Regions from separate parts of the Sus scrofa genome. Here region 2 is linked to region 1. A link is a contact called in public HiChIP or PLAC-seq data. All regions are on one chromosome and are shown on one strand. Each heading gives the region's core, a stretch centred on a gene start, on an enhancer-like site or on the middle of the called end of the contact. The rest is flanking DNA. Distances are from core to core; before and after follow the strand shown. Region 1 has its middle 120 kb from the start of NCK2. Region 2 overlaps FHL2 (four and a half LIM domains protein 2).

Evidence for each region. HiChIP or PLAC-seq counts read pairs in DNA pulled down with a chosen protein or histone mark.
Region 2: a contact with region 1 is called in an H3K27ac HiChIP or PLAC-seq map of skeletal muscle, with 2.2 times the contacts expected there. The contact joins two enhancer-like sites. A contact is called at or near these places in 2 of 47 Hi-C or Micro-C datasets (fetal skeletal muscle and fibroblasts) and 1 of 2 datasets of contacts at active chromatin or transcription factors (skeletal muscle).

Annotation. Positions count from the first base shown.
Region 1 is chr3:49,224,470-49,232,109 of Sscrofa11.1, forward strand. No RefSeq gene overlaps it. Among named protein-coding and RNA genes, the nearest start is that of NCK2, 120 kb to the left of the region's middle. Within about 2 kb of position 3,027, at least 8 of the 83 cell types and tissues checked have an H3K27ac peak or open chromatin away from gene starts, as enhancers often do. A contact at or near this core is called in fetal skeletal muscle and skeletal muscle, where this site is marked.
Region 2 is chr3:49,444,662-49,452,301 of Sscrofa11.1, forward strand. FHL2 (four and a half LIM domains protein 2) reads left to right here. Exons shown (of 6, transcript XM_021087113.1): 5 at 1-78; 6 at 2,045-3,798. The coding sequence ends at 2,196. Among named protein-coding and RNA genes, the nearest start is that of C3H2orf49, 17 kb to the right of the region's middle. Within about 2 kb of position 4,375, at least 4 of the 83 cell types and tissues checked have an H3K27ac peak or open chromatin away from gene starts, as enhancers often do. A contact at or near this core is called in fetal skeletal muscle and skeletal muscle, where this site is marked.

The sequences.
Region 1 (7,640 bases), core at 1,777-4,276:
ACGCACGCACACATATGCAATTGTGTCAGTGTACCTATTACATAAATTCCTGTAATAGAGATGCGAATGGAACGAGCGGGTGAAAGAGCAGGTGCGTGTAAAATGTGGAAGGCTGTTTCGAATTACCCAGCTTGGTTGATGGCCACAGTGGCTGTTACTTTCTCTGGTGGCAGTTTGCTGAGAGGTACGCAGCTAGTAACCAAAGAGCCCAGAATGGAAGCCAAGCCTCTGCTTCTTGCCACTGTGTGTGCTATCTCTGGTATGTTCTATGAGGGGGGGGGGGGAAAGAGGGACTTGATTTTCAAGCTCTCAGACATTTCCTCTACTAGAAATTAGGACTGTAGAGACCAAATTAAGCAGTTTATTTTAAACATCAAAAGAGAACATGACCTAAGTTAGGAAAGGGAACTCTAAATTTGCTGCCAAGTGATGGCCTCGGTGCTGAGCCTGCCCCAGCGTCTAACACATCACGTTGCTGAGAATAGGCATCTGGTTCTATTTTTACACGGGATGGCCCTTCCTCTTAAATCCCAGAAAACACATTCCTATGTCCTCGGTATTACTTTTTAATGGCTCTGAGTATTCTCGCACTGGTGGGAAATCTTATAAGAAAAAAATTGCAGGCATTGAAAATAATAGATTTTCTATTATATTCTGAGCAGTCACGAAGTTTCGATGAAAGCAGTTGAACCTAAAAAACGATTTCCGAGGGTGAGCAGCACAAGAATGGATGTAATATTATTTATTACTCCTCTGCAACTGAGAAACAATGTGGCATTTCAAAATGGGATCCTGTAATGAACTTCTCTGTCACAGGAAATGCCTTCCGCTACAGTCATGGAAGTACAAGATTTCCATATTTCAGAAGAGGCTCCCAGAAGAGCTGATGGAGGACACCATGAACTTGACTCTTTCGAAGGCCATGTCTTCCGGCCCCTTGGCTTTACAATAAAACTCTTTGTGCCAATTGGAAAACTCCCCTCTTACAGAATGGAAGTGCCTCTGTGGGTGCAAAGCCCCCTCATTAGAGATGATCGTTGTGAGAAGAGGAAGAAGGAGACGTGGCCATGGTTAAGGATGGTGGATTTGGTCCAGAATCCACATGGACAATCCCAGGAGGAAGAAAGGATGGGCTGGAACACGGATCTCAGAAGTTCTAGAACACACACCCTTTCATGCCAACACCTCTGACACTGGCCCAGGTGGCACAGTCAATGGCCTCTTACCATCAACAGCTTGACTGTTTATTTATCCCAGATGTTTTCATCCTTAGTGGTGCAGAGATCATGGCACATCTTCCAAGCACTGGTGCGCAAATTTGGGAAGTGGAAGACTGACAGATGCGCAAGGTGTGGTGGAACATTGTGAAGGAGCTGGTGGTTGTCATTCACACCCATGGTTATTAGTTCATTGTCAGTGTCAGGGGCTGGGACATGGGATGTCAGAAAGGGGTGTGAAGCCCTTGGGGAGGAGAAGATAAATGAAAAAGAACAACGGGACTGCTTATTCATTGTTAAGCCGAGCAAGACTGAGCACAGTGTGGGAAACTGCACCTGACTTCATCTCCCAAGAGCAAATCAGCAGTATTGTTTTTTGCTTTTGTTTTTTGGTTTTGCTTTTTAGGGCCACACGCATGGCATATGGAGGTTCCCAGGCTGGGGGCGATTTAGAACTATAGCTGCCAATCTGCACCACAGCCACAGCCACACGGGATCTGAGCCATGTCTGCCAGCTACACCACAGCTCATGGCAACACTGGATCCTTAACCCACTGAGCGAGGCCACAGATTGAACCTGCAACCTCATGGATACCAGTCAGATTCGTTTCTGCAGAGCCACGATGGGAACCCCCGGTTAATTTTTTTAAAAATGCATTTCATATAGTAGCATTAGAGACTGAAATCAGGGTTTTTATCGAAAATATTGGATTATGTTGAGCACAGCATTTGTGATTTGTAACAATTAATACTCAGATGTAACATCTAAACAAAGACCTTCTCCTCTACGACATGATTATAGATTTGATTTTCTACAAAACATTTTAAAACCACGTGGAGTTACACAGCTGAGAGGGGGTGAGGGGAATAGCCTTCAAATTTGACCTGGAGTCAAGTCCAGCCTTTTTTAGTTTAGAGAAGGGATAACAGGACACCAGGCTGTGACACCAGAGACCCCAGACCCAATATTGCCTGAGCCTGGCCCCCTCACGGAGCAGCAAGTTGGACAAGATGAACTTGAAGTCCTTTGCAAACGCACAAGGTCACTGTGCAGCCAGGCCACCAGGACAGCTGCTGTCACAGGAGGCCTAAGAGGAGTAGTAGACACCAGGAGTCTTCCAGTGACCAAGCCATCAGCCCTGGTGGGCATGGAGCTGAGGAGAGGCTTTACAGAAAAGCCCATGTGAGACGGGCTCTGAAGGGGGGTCCGTGATGATGCTGTGATGGGAAGGAGACAGGTGGGGGTATTTCCCACAGAGAAGGGAAATCACCCACTAAGTCCAGGGTTCAGGATAGCGGCTCGAGCCTGCCCAGTGTGAGCATCACCTGGAAAACTTGAAACAAGGGACACCTTGCCCTGGCGCCCACCCCCCGGCCACTTGATGCTTATGGTCTGATCCGCCTGCCTGGCTGGTATGCGGCCACTCCGGACCTTCCCACCCAAGTCAACAGAGCCAGACCCACTCCTGAGGGTGGGGCCCAGGCACTGACGCCTTAAAACATTTTCCCCTGAACAATCCTGCTGTGCAGTGGAGTTGTGAAGGCCTGTGATTTCGGTGCAGCAGGAAGAAGTGTGTCATGAAGTTCAGGTTCAGGGGATGAACTGGAAAGATCAGGGAGAATGAGAACTAGATCTTTTCACTTTCAGGAGCTTCTCCGGAGGGCTTGTACAGGAAACAGAATCCAGGTCAGGAGGCTGTGGGCAGCGGTCAGGGCCTCAGAAAGAGACACGAGGGCATCCAGGTGGTGGCGTGGATGGAAGCCCAACACGCCCAGACCTGGGAGGGGGGGACGTGGCATCTTTGCAGCGCCCTGAGCAGGGAGGGGAAACATGATCCCTCCTTTCCCACTTTGCAAGCTCTTGCTGCTTCTTCTCACGGTCCAAAACCAACCAGAAGCCAGCGGGCAGGCCCCCCCAGAGCCAGAGCCAGAGCCAGGCAGGGCTGGTGAGGGTGGGGAGGAAGATGGCTATGGAATATAATCAGCATAGCATTACAGGCATGGGAGAAGGTTTGCCTGAACTGGGAGGCAGCAGTGGGCACTGGATGCTGTTGATCAGGAGAGTCGTGATTAGAAGGCTGTCAATGTTTAAGCGCCATGATATTACACATCAACGGGGGTGGGGAAATATCCACATGTGGCTTGATCCAGGGCAGAAGGAAACAGGCAAGTTCTGGGATGTATGCTGCCCTACAGGGTCAGAGGCTCCCCTGGAGCCAGAGACAGTGGCCAAGAGCAGTGGGTGATCGCAGCAGCTGCCCTGACCTTGGCCTGCCTCCTTGGCTTCCTCTTGCTGCAAGACTCCATTCTGAGGAACAAAGGCCCGTCTGTTCTGAAACCAGATTTATGGGATGGATTCATCCCGTGTCAACACTAAGGAACTATGGAAATGCTGGCGAACACATAGATGCGTGTCGATCCTCAGTTTCTGCGTGGGATTCGGAACGGATACTTCCTGGGGGACATGTGGGAGGGAGGGGCTGGTTTCCAGCTGCAGCCTCCCTGGGAAAACAGAATGATCGGAGGAGAATCCCGGCCCTGCGAGCAGGCTCCACTCTCGAGTGAGAAAAGGACCGCCCCAGGCCGCCGCTAGCCAGTGGTTCTGAAGTGGGAATGACTGTGTTCAGCTGGGGCCAGGTCCAGGCGCCTTCTTTGCTGGAGGTCAGCCCTGGAGCTGAGTCCGCCTGTAAGAGGAGCTATCCTGCGGCAGAGGAAGCAAACCCCCTGCCCCCTGCAGTTCCCAGGGCAATGGAGAAGCTTCCAGAATGATCATTGGGGTTCGACATGTGCAAAGACTCCGACACTCAAAGTAGCCCCCAGAGGGAGGTGCTGGCTTCTGAAATATGAGCTCTCCATCCTCAGGGGGACCTACGCAGGTGCCTGGTGTGTAGGTTTAGGACTGATATGTTGGAAGATATTTCCGCAAAGGAACCAGAACATAGGTTGGAGAGGGTGACCTTTTGTTATGGGATGAATTACATTCTCCCAAAATTCATATGTTCAAGTCCTAACCCCCATAGGGTGGGTTTTAATTCAACCTGACTGGTGTCCGTGTAAGAAGAGGAAATTCGGATGCAAGCACAGAGAGAAAGGACCACATGAGAACATAGGAGAAGGTGGTCGTCGGCAAGCCAAGGAGAGAGGCCTCAGGGGAACCAGCCCTGCCAGCCAGCACCTTGATCTTGGACATCCAGCCTCCAGGACTGGGCAAGAATACATTTCTATTGTTTGAGCTCCCCCAGCCTGTGAGGCTTGATTATCCAGCCTTCGGAAGCTAGTAACACTCTCAAACTTTCCAAGATTCTACTATTTGATGTTGAAAAAAAAAAATTGTAACTATATTCACTGGAGTCAGAATAACACTCAGGATAACAAGCCTGGGTGTTTAGTAAAACAACAGGGGACCCAAGCTGCAGCTGATGTTGCTTAGCTTACTTAATTGAAATGGGAGGGGGTCACGGAGGAGAAATAACACACGCGATGCGAGATGCGCTCACTCCTCCATGAACATCTGTTGAGGCCTCTAGTGCGCCAAGAATGACATCTCAAAGCTACAAGCAATCAGTTGGCCTGGATGTTGGACCCCACCCCCTCCAGCTCGCCCAGCAGGGGGGCAGGTGGGTGGCTTCCACGTAGGCAGACACAGGGTTCCTGGGTCTTAGTGTGTGGGGGAAAAGGCTCATGTAAAGAGAGAATGGGTTTTCCCTGCACCCCTACAACCAAGAGCAAATGGCGGAAGTTTCTGGGAGGTAGAATTAAGGGCATCATTTAGACGACCTCGCAAATTCCCAGGTTCCATGGAGCTGAGAGAGGTTTCCCGGAGGAGGAAAGGGCTGTAAAAGCATTGGCTTTACAATCACCGGCAGAGCTGGTCCAGCAAGGTTCAAGCATCATAAGCGGGATAAGATAACCTAGATCATCGCAGGAGCTTTCCAGTCTTGACCTTCCTGCAGCCATGTTTCAGGAGTTGGCTCCACCATGGGAAGGCCTGTATGAGGCCACATCCTTCAGTTCTGAGAGGTTGCAGGTGGTGTGAAGAGCTGGATGAGAAGCCGCTCTGTCCACCCCCTCACCCCCAAAAACTGCAATGTCCTCTCCCTTCCCATCTCCCTCTGGGTCTCAGAAGGGTTGCAGGTTCTGAGCCCTGCAGGTTCCTGTTCTTACGTTCTCCCCCTTAGAAAGCAAACCTCTTGGGAGGCCCCTAAGCTGAATGTGCCATCTATTTTTCTTCCTGACCCACACGGATTGCATAACTGGATTTGCTCAAGGATAAATTTTCTGTAAATCAGCATAAGTTGAATGCACGTCAAGGCTGGGAGGAAGCATGCTGTGCGGGGCCAACCAGGGTCTTTCCATTTACCTCTTGGGCTCCCCACCCCAAGTTGTAGTTGGATGAAGGATGTCACATATGAGGCTCAGTTTGAAAACCTCGGGGCGGGGGGAGGGGGGGAGAAAAACCAAAAAAACACAAACAATGCCCAGTTGTAAGGATGGATTGAGAAGTTCTTGTCCAGCCCTTTGCCTCAGACCTGAAGCCCCTCAAGGAGCTAGTCTAATTCTGGGGCTGTAACGTCGCAGGACATCATCCAATGGAGTCCTGGCATTTTTCCATTTAATTTGATAAATGCACACCTCAAGCAAGGTCTGAATTATTCAAGTGGCCTGTCTATATTAATCAGGTCCATTGGATATTGGCCAAATCTCCACTTTTTCTCGTATTACTTAGGGGGGAGATGGAGGACAGAGGGGGTGGGAGGCCAGGGAACTAGGTTCTCCTGGCATCTTCATAAGATGCCCTCTGAGAAAGCCTGCCCGTCTCTCAAGCCCACAAGAGGCTGGCAGCAAATACCTGTTATAAGATGACTCTAAAACCGAGCGTGGGGATCACCTGGGCACCCTGGGGAAGGGACCCGGGTAGGATTGGGCTCAGGCCGTCTGAGGGACCCAGGATCCCTCCTGGGGCACCATTAGCAAGGTGTCAGAAGCCCCTCCACTCAACTGAGACCCCAGAACAGAAGCAAAAACTAACTGGAAAGGCAGATGGCCAACCATTTCAGGGTCATGTCAAAAAGTGAGGTGTATCTGGAACTGTTTGCCTCAAAAGATTTTTAACTACTAGGAAAAAGAAGCGTTTCAGCAAGAACCTGGAAGGTAGGGTGGACGGAGGTGTGTTGGGCAGCCATGGGCACTGAGATCTCCAGGAGCGGGCCTAGAGCGGCTTGAGGAAGAAGGCCCCCCAGTGCTGAGTCCACTCACCCCATGCTGTCATGTCTGTTCTTTCATTTTTTTCCCCAACAGAGGTGATTTAGAAAGAGGATGGATGGGGCCTCAGAGGAGCTGGGTACAGGTGCCAATGGGGACCACCAACCACAAGTGTGATGCCAATGACAAAGTCTCTCCTGCAGTACTTGCGGGGTGAGGTGGGCCACGGGGAGAGAGGAGTCTTTGATCTGCCCAGGGCTTAGTTTGCAAACAAATTGAACAGGAGGTGGGGCGGGGCCATCCCAAGTACTGATCCCCTCAGGCTTCCTAGATTCCAGGTGGATCTGGTGGGGGGAGGGTGGATAGTGGGTCCAGGGATGAGGGGTCATGGGGTGGGGGGCTCGCAGGGCCTCACTGGGCTTCGGCCCCTCCCCCAGAGAGGAGAGCTTGGGCTAAATGAGGTTATTTCTTCCATCCCTAATGCTCTGTAATTTTATATCTGCTCATCCGTGAGACATCATTTCCTCTCTCTGAGCTAATTGCCCAGAAAAATGAGAGTTCTTAACATACTGAATAATCTTTCCTTTACTTTTATTTATTTATTTATTTACTTATTTTTGCTTTTTAGAGCCATACCTGCTGCATATGGAAGTTCCCAGGCTAGGGGTCCAATCAGAGCTACAGCTGCTGGCCTATGCCACAGCCACAGCAACATAGTATCCAGGCCGAATCTGCGACCTACACTGCTCATGGCAATGCCGGATCCTTAACCCACTGAGCGAGGCCAGGGATCAAACCTGCATCCTCATGGTTCCTAGTCAGATTCATTTCCGCTGCACCACAGCAGGAACTCTTCCTTTACTTTTATTTTGAAAAATAGAAAATTGAGACAGATGCCTCATTTCCATATACAAACTCTCAATGAAATTTTTTTTACTCTCAATGAAATTTTTTTTCCGAACCAAACTTAATGTGTAGTTTTGAGTTGCTTTTTTGTATTTTAATAAAAAGCAATTTTTAAATGGGTGGTGTTTTAGCCCAGATAAACCAGAAGGATTACCTTCCATGCTTTGCCAATCCCATGGATGCTGGAAAAATCCCAATTCCATGGTGGGCAGATCTGACCTAAAATGTGAAGGGTCAAAACACACTCAGATCCTCAAGTCTGGACATTCTCCTTGTAGGTTTAAGAAAAAAAAAAAAAAAAGTTCCCGTCTTGGC
Region 2 (7,640 bases), core at 3,125-5,624, 220 kb after region 1:
ACGAGTTCGCCTACTGCCTGGGCTGCTTCTGCGACCTGTACGCCAAGAAGTGTACAGGCTGCGCCAACCCCATCAGTGGTGAGTGTCCCGGGGCCCCGCCCCTGCCTCTGAAGGTCAAAAAGGTGAATCACTGTGCTTGGATTCTCTGGGTCTCCCCAGCTTGGGGACACCAGCTTTTCTGTCCCGCTGCTGGTCCCCACCTGACCGCTTCCCTCTAGCTCACCTGATTCCCGGAAACGCTCTGGTCTGTTCTCAACAGGTTTATTTCTGCTTCTGCGTGGATTCTCCTCCAAACCGCAGGCTGTGTGTATGTAACAGCCGCACAGGCATGGGGCAGGTGGTGTCTCCAGGCTCCGCGGCTGTGCTGTGAGGAGCAGATGTTCCCTGGCTTCTCAGGGAGACCTTCCCACCGAGGCCAAGCTGCAGGGTGGGGGCAGGCTCCAGGCTGTTCCTTCACACCCCATCCCCCAAGACTGGGGCAGAGCCAGAGCCCAAATCTGGCTGAACTACAGAACTTGCCAATAATTCAGTGTGGAGAGTAGATGCCAGGCAGACTCAAGTCCTGCTCACATTTTATTTATTTATTATTTATTTATTTTTTATTACTCAATGAATTTAAGTCCTGCTCACATTTTTAAACCCCTGGTGAGCTTCAAACATGTCAGCTGCCTGGGCCATGATTTGATTGTTACGGAGATGACCTGTGTGTTAGAGTTTTTAAAAGCTTCTCTGATGATTCAGATACACAGAAAAGCTTGAGACCTTCTGGCCTAAATCCCTGGTTTGGTTCTGCCTCAGGGCCAGAGCCCAGGCTCTGTGGTCTTCAGGTCTCTTAGAGCCCTTAGGGGTCTAGGGTTGGTAAAGGCAGTCAGTACCTTAGCATTTAAGACTTTAGGGAGAGAGGTGAAAAGCTTTGCTGTATGGCTCCATGAGTAGCAGAGGGAGTGTGGTATCAGAAAGAGAGCTGGCAGAGTTCCCTGGTGGCCCAGCAGGTTAAGGATCTGGTGTTGTCACCTCAGCGGTGCAGGTTCGTTCCCTGGCCCAGGAACTTCCACATGCCTCGGTGCAGCCAAAAAGGAAAGAGAGCTGGGTTTATGCCCAGCGCTGTCATCACCGTCCCAGGGGGATTAGGCTGAAGCTGCCCCATGGTCGGCCCAGGCAGTTATGTTACTAAAGGCAGCAACTGTGGGGTGAACCACAGACCTTCTGCTAGTCTGAGACCGCCAATGATTAGGAATGGAGTAGCCAATGTGGTTCCTTTGTTCTCAGTGTGGCAAACTGAACCGTTCTTTCTGGAAAGTATTGGAATTCGTGATCCAAATTTCACCAAAGAGAACCCCGTGTTTGCCTGCATTTTCTTGCTTGGTGGCTAGACGGACCAACTACATGGTCATAGGCGGCAGGGTACCTTAAGCACTCCATGAGGTTAGGCATGGGAGTCCAGCCCCCGAATTGAAATGCTCTGCCCTTCCTGTTCCCTCCCTGCTGTCCACACAGCTTTGCAACCTCCCTCCTCCCACCGGTCGCTGGAGCCCTGACTTGTGTCCACGTACGTCCTCGTGTGCCCTCCGCCACGGAGACACGGTTTATCCTCCCTTGCGCCCCTTTAGCACCTTGTCCATGAGCCCGGGACCTCGGAACTCCAGGCCTGGGGCGCCCCGTCAAGGAGCGAGAGGCTCCCCGCCTCACCGAGTTTCACTCCGGTGAGACAGGCAAATCCACGCAGTCGACTCCTTATTATGGTGACTGTCGTGTTGTTCTGGAGTGTTTCTCTGCTTCTCATTCAGGAGCGCCCCCACCCGAGCCCAGAATCCGAGTTAGGCGTGCAGCCCAGCACCCAGGCCCATGATCGGGCGGGGCCTGGACTCGACCCAGCCAGGGCACCCTCCCCGCCCCCGCCGCTGGTCCTCCCCTCCGTCTCCCTCCTCTCCCCCTCAACCCCATCCCCATCCGCCCTCCCCCGCCGCTCCCCACTCCCCCCCCCCGCCATCCTCCCATCCCGCCTCCTCCCCATCCTCACCTGCTCCCTCCCCGCCGCCCACAGGACTGGGCGGCACCAAGTACATCTCCTTCGAGGAGCGGCAGTGGCACAACGACTGCTTCAACTGCAAGAAGTGCTCGCTGTCGCTGGTGGGGCGAGGCTTCGTCACCGAGAGAGACGACATCCTGTGCCCCGACTGCGGGAAGGACATCTGAGCCGCTAGAGGGCCTGCTCGCGCTGCTTTCCCCCTGTGCGCCCCGCCCCGCCGCGCCCCGCCCCGCCCCGCCGCGCCCCGCCCCGCCCCGCCCCGCCGCGCCCCGCCCCCAGGTGGTGCCGCGGCCCCCGGCCCCGCCTGCTACCTGTGCCGCCCACACCTGTTTACAGCCTTGCTCCGCGCTTGTGCCTGAGGCCTAGGGAAGGAGGTCCTGGAGCCCGAAGTGGGAGGTGGTTGTGCATTCGTGGAATCACGCAAGGACAATCCGAGTGGAAACATCCTTTTGAATGCTATCTTTATAGACCGACCTTTCTTTCACTGTGTCTTTAATTATTAAGTGCAATTACCGCGAGTTAATGAAGGGTTGGTGTCAGGGCGTTGACCGGTGGCCTAGTGCTTGGCTTTTGGCGCTTTCGCGGCTACAGCCAGGGGCAGTAATCCCTGGCCTGGGACCTGAGATCTCACATCAAGCCAATACCCGCCAAAGCCAAAAAAATGGTATTTCCAAGGCCGTAACTTTGTCACGTGGAGCCCAAAGCAAGGTGAGCCGGCTCACGATAAAGTGATCCGGGAGGAAATCTTATGTCAAGTGCAGTGGGTCAAATATGAAACGTTAAGGGTCTCAGCATAAACAACACTTGACTGCAGCTTCCACTAGGGCTCTGACGGACTGAAATTGCATCAGGCCTTTTATCGAAAAGGAAGCCGCAGTCAGCACCAGGGCAGCTGCCTTCCTCTCTGACCCTTTCCCAGACTCCCTGGGAATTTAATGCTCAGCCTAGGATGTGGTGACATAAGCGACAGCACGTGAGCTGATGGACGTGCGGGCAGCACTGGGTCACTTTTCTGGACAGAGCTCGATGCTCTCCTGTGCTCCCGGCCAAGCCCTCACACCTGCCTGCCTTCTCCTCCGTGAGTGGAGGCTTACAGGAGGCACAGGTGACTCCAGACCAGAGTTGATGTCCTGCGCACCTGTATTTTGTCAACACCTGGGCAACTGAGGCCACCTGGGAGCCTTCTGTGAGTGTTTCTGAAGGATAAGAAGGGAAATCACAGCTCTAAATAGAACACTCCTTTTCAGGTAGGCTCCTGAGCTGACTTCTAAAGGTTCGCTATGCCCTAGACCCAGAAAACCCCAAAAAATCACTGCACATCAAGAGGTTAAGGTTTTTGTGCTCACCTTTTTTTGGCCACGCCCTTGGCATGTGGAATTTATGCCAACTTACCAGGTAGGGCATGGCATGGTTCTTTTTGGGATAACAACTGTGATTTTTTTGTCCTTAGCTTTCTAAGATAATGCAGTATGATACAATGATCGGCTATGCAGCAGAAAAATCTGGTTGAACTCAAGTCCCACCTACGCAGAGCATCTGTGAAGCCAGTTTCTTAATCTGAGTGCTGGTCACTGTGAGAAGTGCTTGATTGTGGCTGAAACGGGCCTCTGGCTGTATGGTCTGTTGGCTGGAGGCTTTGCTCAAAAAAAATAACCACCACCCCCCTCCACCTTGTTAGTTGCTTTGCTGGCTCTTACTTTATGATATAAAGGTAAATGCATTCTTGCAAATGTGCTTTTTAAAATAAAAATAGCAAAATTCAAAAAAAATTTTTTCTATGTCTTCATGATGGAACATTTTCCCTGATCTTCATTAAAACCAATGATACACTAGATGGAGCACAATTCCATGTCTAGCGAGTAGCTCTGTTGGAATAACAACCTCCTTCAAGTAACAACCATTCTGGACAAATTATATATATGTGTGTGTTTTGGCTGCTCCTGCATCATGTGTAAGTTCCCAAGCCAGAGATTGGACCTGTGCCACAGCAGCGACAATGCCAGATCCTCAAACTGCTTCACCACAAGAGAACTCCTGGACAAAAATATTTTTAAAAATTTGGAAATCCAGGAGCATGACCCACAGCAGGAAGTCTTTGGAGGGAAGTCTTTGAAGAAGAGGGAGGGTTTCCCACTCTTACGGCTCTGAGCTCAGGGCCAGCTCACTGGCTTGCAGAACCAGAGGGCAGAGCTGGGGACAAACAGATCCTGGGAAGTAAATGGGAAAGTTCTAGAAAAGAGAGCCTCATGGTATGTGCATGAAAGCCCTACAAATCTCTAGCTGAACCACTGGACTCCAAGCAGCCCAGCCAAGGCTCAAACAACTGCCAGGGAGGGACTTCTGGAATGGAAAGGTGCAGAGCTCAGCTGACCCTCTGCCAGTGAAACAGTGCTTTAGCTGGGAACTATTTATACAGACCGAATAACTTAGTCTCTGAAAATATCCCCAGAGGCATACAGCAAATGGAGAGACATTTATTCAGGAAAATCTGCATGTTAATGAGAAGAGTGAGCCCCTGTGGCATCTGAGCCACAGCCGATCCTGTCCTGCCCCCACTCCCCGTGTCACATGACAGAAGCTCTGCTCTGGGCAGTTGCAGCCAGGAGTGGAAGGGCTCCCATGGTCCAGGGCTCTGCCCCAGGGGAAGAGGCTGAAAATCGGGGGGGGGGGGCTCTGATCCCCCCTGCACCAGCCTGCTCACAGGGTGGAGTTTTCACATTGGAAGGTGTGCTCTGAGAAGACTGGGGGCTACCAGCCCCCCTACTTCCCAGCACCTACTTATGGAGGAGTCCTGCCCCAGGCTCTGCGAATGGCAACTCAGCAGCTCTGCACCGAGAGCACTGACTTTTTATCTGGTACCAAGAATAGAGAAATCTGTGCCTGAGGGGACTGTCAAAATCAAGAGCGATCTTGGTGGCAGACAGTTAAGAGGGGGCTGGGGGCTCCAGGATACCAATAGCAAAAAGCAAAATGGCAGCCCAGTTTGAAGTTTAACAAGGGAAAGAGCTAAGAAGAGCCATCCCAGAATCCCACTCAGCCCTGGGGGCCAGGAGCGTGCAGGCTGTACCCACTCAGGGACAGTCAGAGTGGGACTGGACAGGCCTGAACACATTCCCAAGCCACACCAGATTCTCAGAGCAAACACTGCTGAGCGTTTAAAGAATTGAAGGGATGGTCATGAGAACAGTCACTCCTCAGAGAACTGAGGTATTGGTTAATAAGGAGGTAAACAGGGTAAGAAAAGAATCAAATAGAAATTCTGGAGTTGAAAAGTGCATGACAAAATTCACTAGAAGGGTCAATAGTAGATTTCAGTTGGGAGAAGAAAAACATTAGTGAACTTGAAGATAGATCAACAAAGATTATGAACTTGAAAAACAGGAGCTCCCATTGTGCCTCAGAGAATTAAGAACACAGCATAGTCTCCACAAGGATGCAAATTTGCTCCCTGGCCTTGCTCAGTGGGTTAAGGATCTGGTATGGCCACAAGGGGCAGCGTAGGTCGCAGATGCAGCTTGGACCTGGTGCTGTGGCTGTGGTGTAGGCCAGCAGCTGCAGCTCCCCATTCGACCCCTAGCCTGGGAACCTCCATATGCTGAGGGTGAGGGCCTAAAAAGAAAAAAAAAAAGAAAAGAAATTGAAAAACAGAGAATGAAGGGAAATAGAGACACTGTGGAATATCGCTAAACATACCAACATATGCATGATGGAGTACCAGGGGAGGAGACAGAAAAGGGACAGAAAAATATTTTAAGGATTAATGGCTGGAAACTTCCCCCAATTCAACAAAAAACATTTGTCTAAAAATGCACAGCCAAGAAGCATGATAAACTCAAAGAAAGAAAAATGCGAAGAGACCCACATCCAGACACATCACATTCAAAATGTTGAAAGGCAAAGATAAAAGGAAAAATTCTGAAAGAGGTGAGCTGAGGTCTGAGCTGTCACGCCCACCTCAAGTCTGACCACACACAAAAGACCTCTACCTCTACCCCTAACTACACAGCCCTGTCGCTGGAATCAATGCACTACACTGTGTTCCTGACAGGCTCAAAAATAAAATCATTCTATAATAAATCCTTTTCATTAAGCCAGACTTTTTACCTTAAATTCTTTTTTTTTTTTTTTTGGTTTTTTGGTTTTTAGGGCCCCAAAATATATGGAAGTTCCCAGGCTAGGGGTTGAGTTGGAGCTGCAGCTGCCAGCCTACACCACAGTCATGCAGGATCCAAACCACGTCTGCAGCCTACACCACAGCTCACAGCAACGCCAGATCCTTAACCGAGTGAGGACAGGGATCGAACCTGTGTCCTCTTGGATCCTAGTCAGGTTCATTACTGCTGAGCCATTATGGGAAATCCCAAGACCTCTTATTAAATTCTTGAAATAAAACACATACATAAAAGGGTGTAAGGCAGATGTTAGCAGGTGAAACTAAACTATAGAGATAGAAACCAGACTTGTGGTTACCCTCTGAATGGGAAGGGCATGAGGGAACTTTCTGGGTGCTGGAAACACTATGTTGTTGGCAAACTATGGCTCATGTGCTAAATCCTTCCCTCTGCCTGTTTTCCTAAAAAGAGTTACACTGGAACACAGTGATGTCCATTCATTTACACACTGCATGGCCCACAAAACCTAAAATTTTTACTATCTGGCCCTTTACCGAAAGTGTCAGCCTTGTTCCATATCTTGATCTGGGTAGTGGTTTTATATATATAAACACACACACACATACATATATGTATGTAGATTCACTGAACTGAAATGGACTGAACTGAAATGGGTAGTGGTTTTATATATATAAACACATATATGTATATATATATATATATACACATACATATATGTATGTAGATTCACTGAACTGAAATGGACTTTTTATGATATATCAATAAAAATTAAAAAACTTAAAATATGTTGTGTTATCACCTTTTAGTTTCCTGTACGGAATGGTCCTTTTTTTTTTTTGCTTTTTAGGGCCACACTCACGGCATATGTAGGTTACAAGGCTAGTGACTGAATTGGAGCTACAGCCCAGATCTGAGCCACATCTGTGGCCTATACCACAGCCCACAGCAACACTGGATCCTTAACCCACTGAGTGAGGCCAGGGATCGAACCTGAAACCTCATGGTTCCTAGTCGGGGTTGTTTCCACTGCACCATAACAGGAACTCCCTGAATGGTCCTTTTACAGCATCTTTTCTGTCAACACAGCCAGCCAGCGATATTCCACCTGGTTATTCTAACACATGAACACTGGGGGGCAGTCTCTCTCCCCATCCTAGTGACGGGGTTTTGGCTGTGGCGCTGTGTGTGAGCCAGCATGCTGTGCTTCAGTTCTCCCACCTCATCCCTTCTTCCTCTGCCTTTCCCGTTCTTTCCTCTGACCTATCTCTTCTTTACTCTCCTCCCCACCTCAGCAGAGCAGGCTTACTCCTTTTTAAATTTTTTTTTTAAATTATGGTTGATTTGCAATGTTGTGCCAATTTCCCCTCTACAGCAAAGTGACACGGTCATACATACAGATACCATCTTTTTTCTCATATTATGTTCCATCATGTTCTATCACAAGTGATTGGATATAGTTCCCTGAGCTAAGAGCAGGC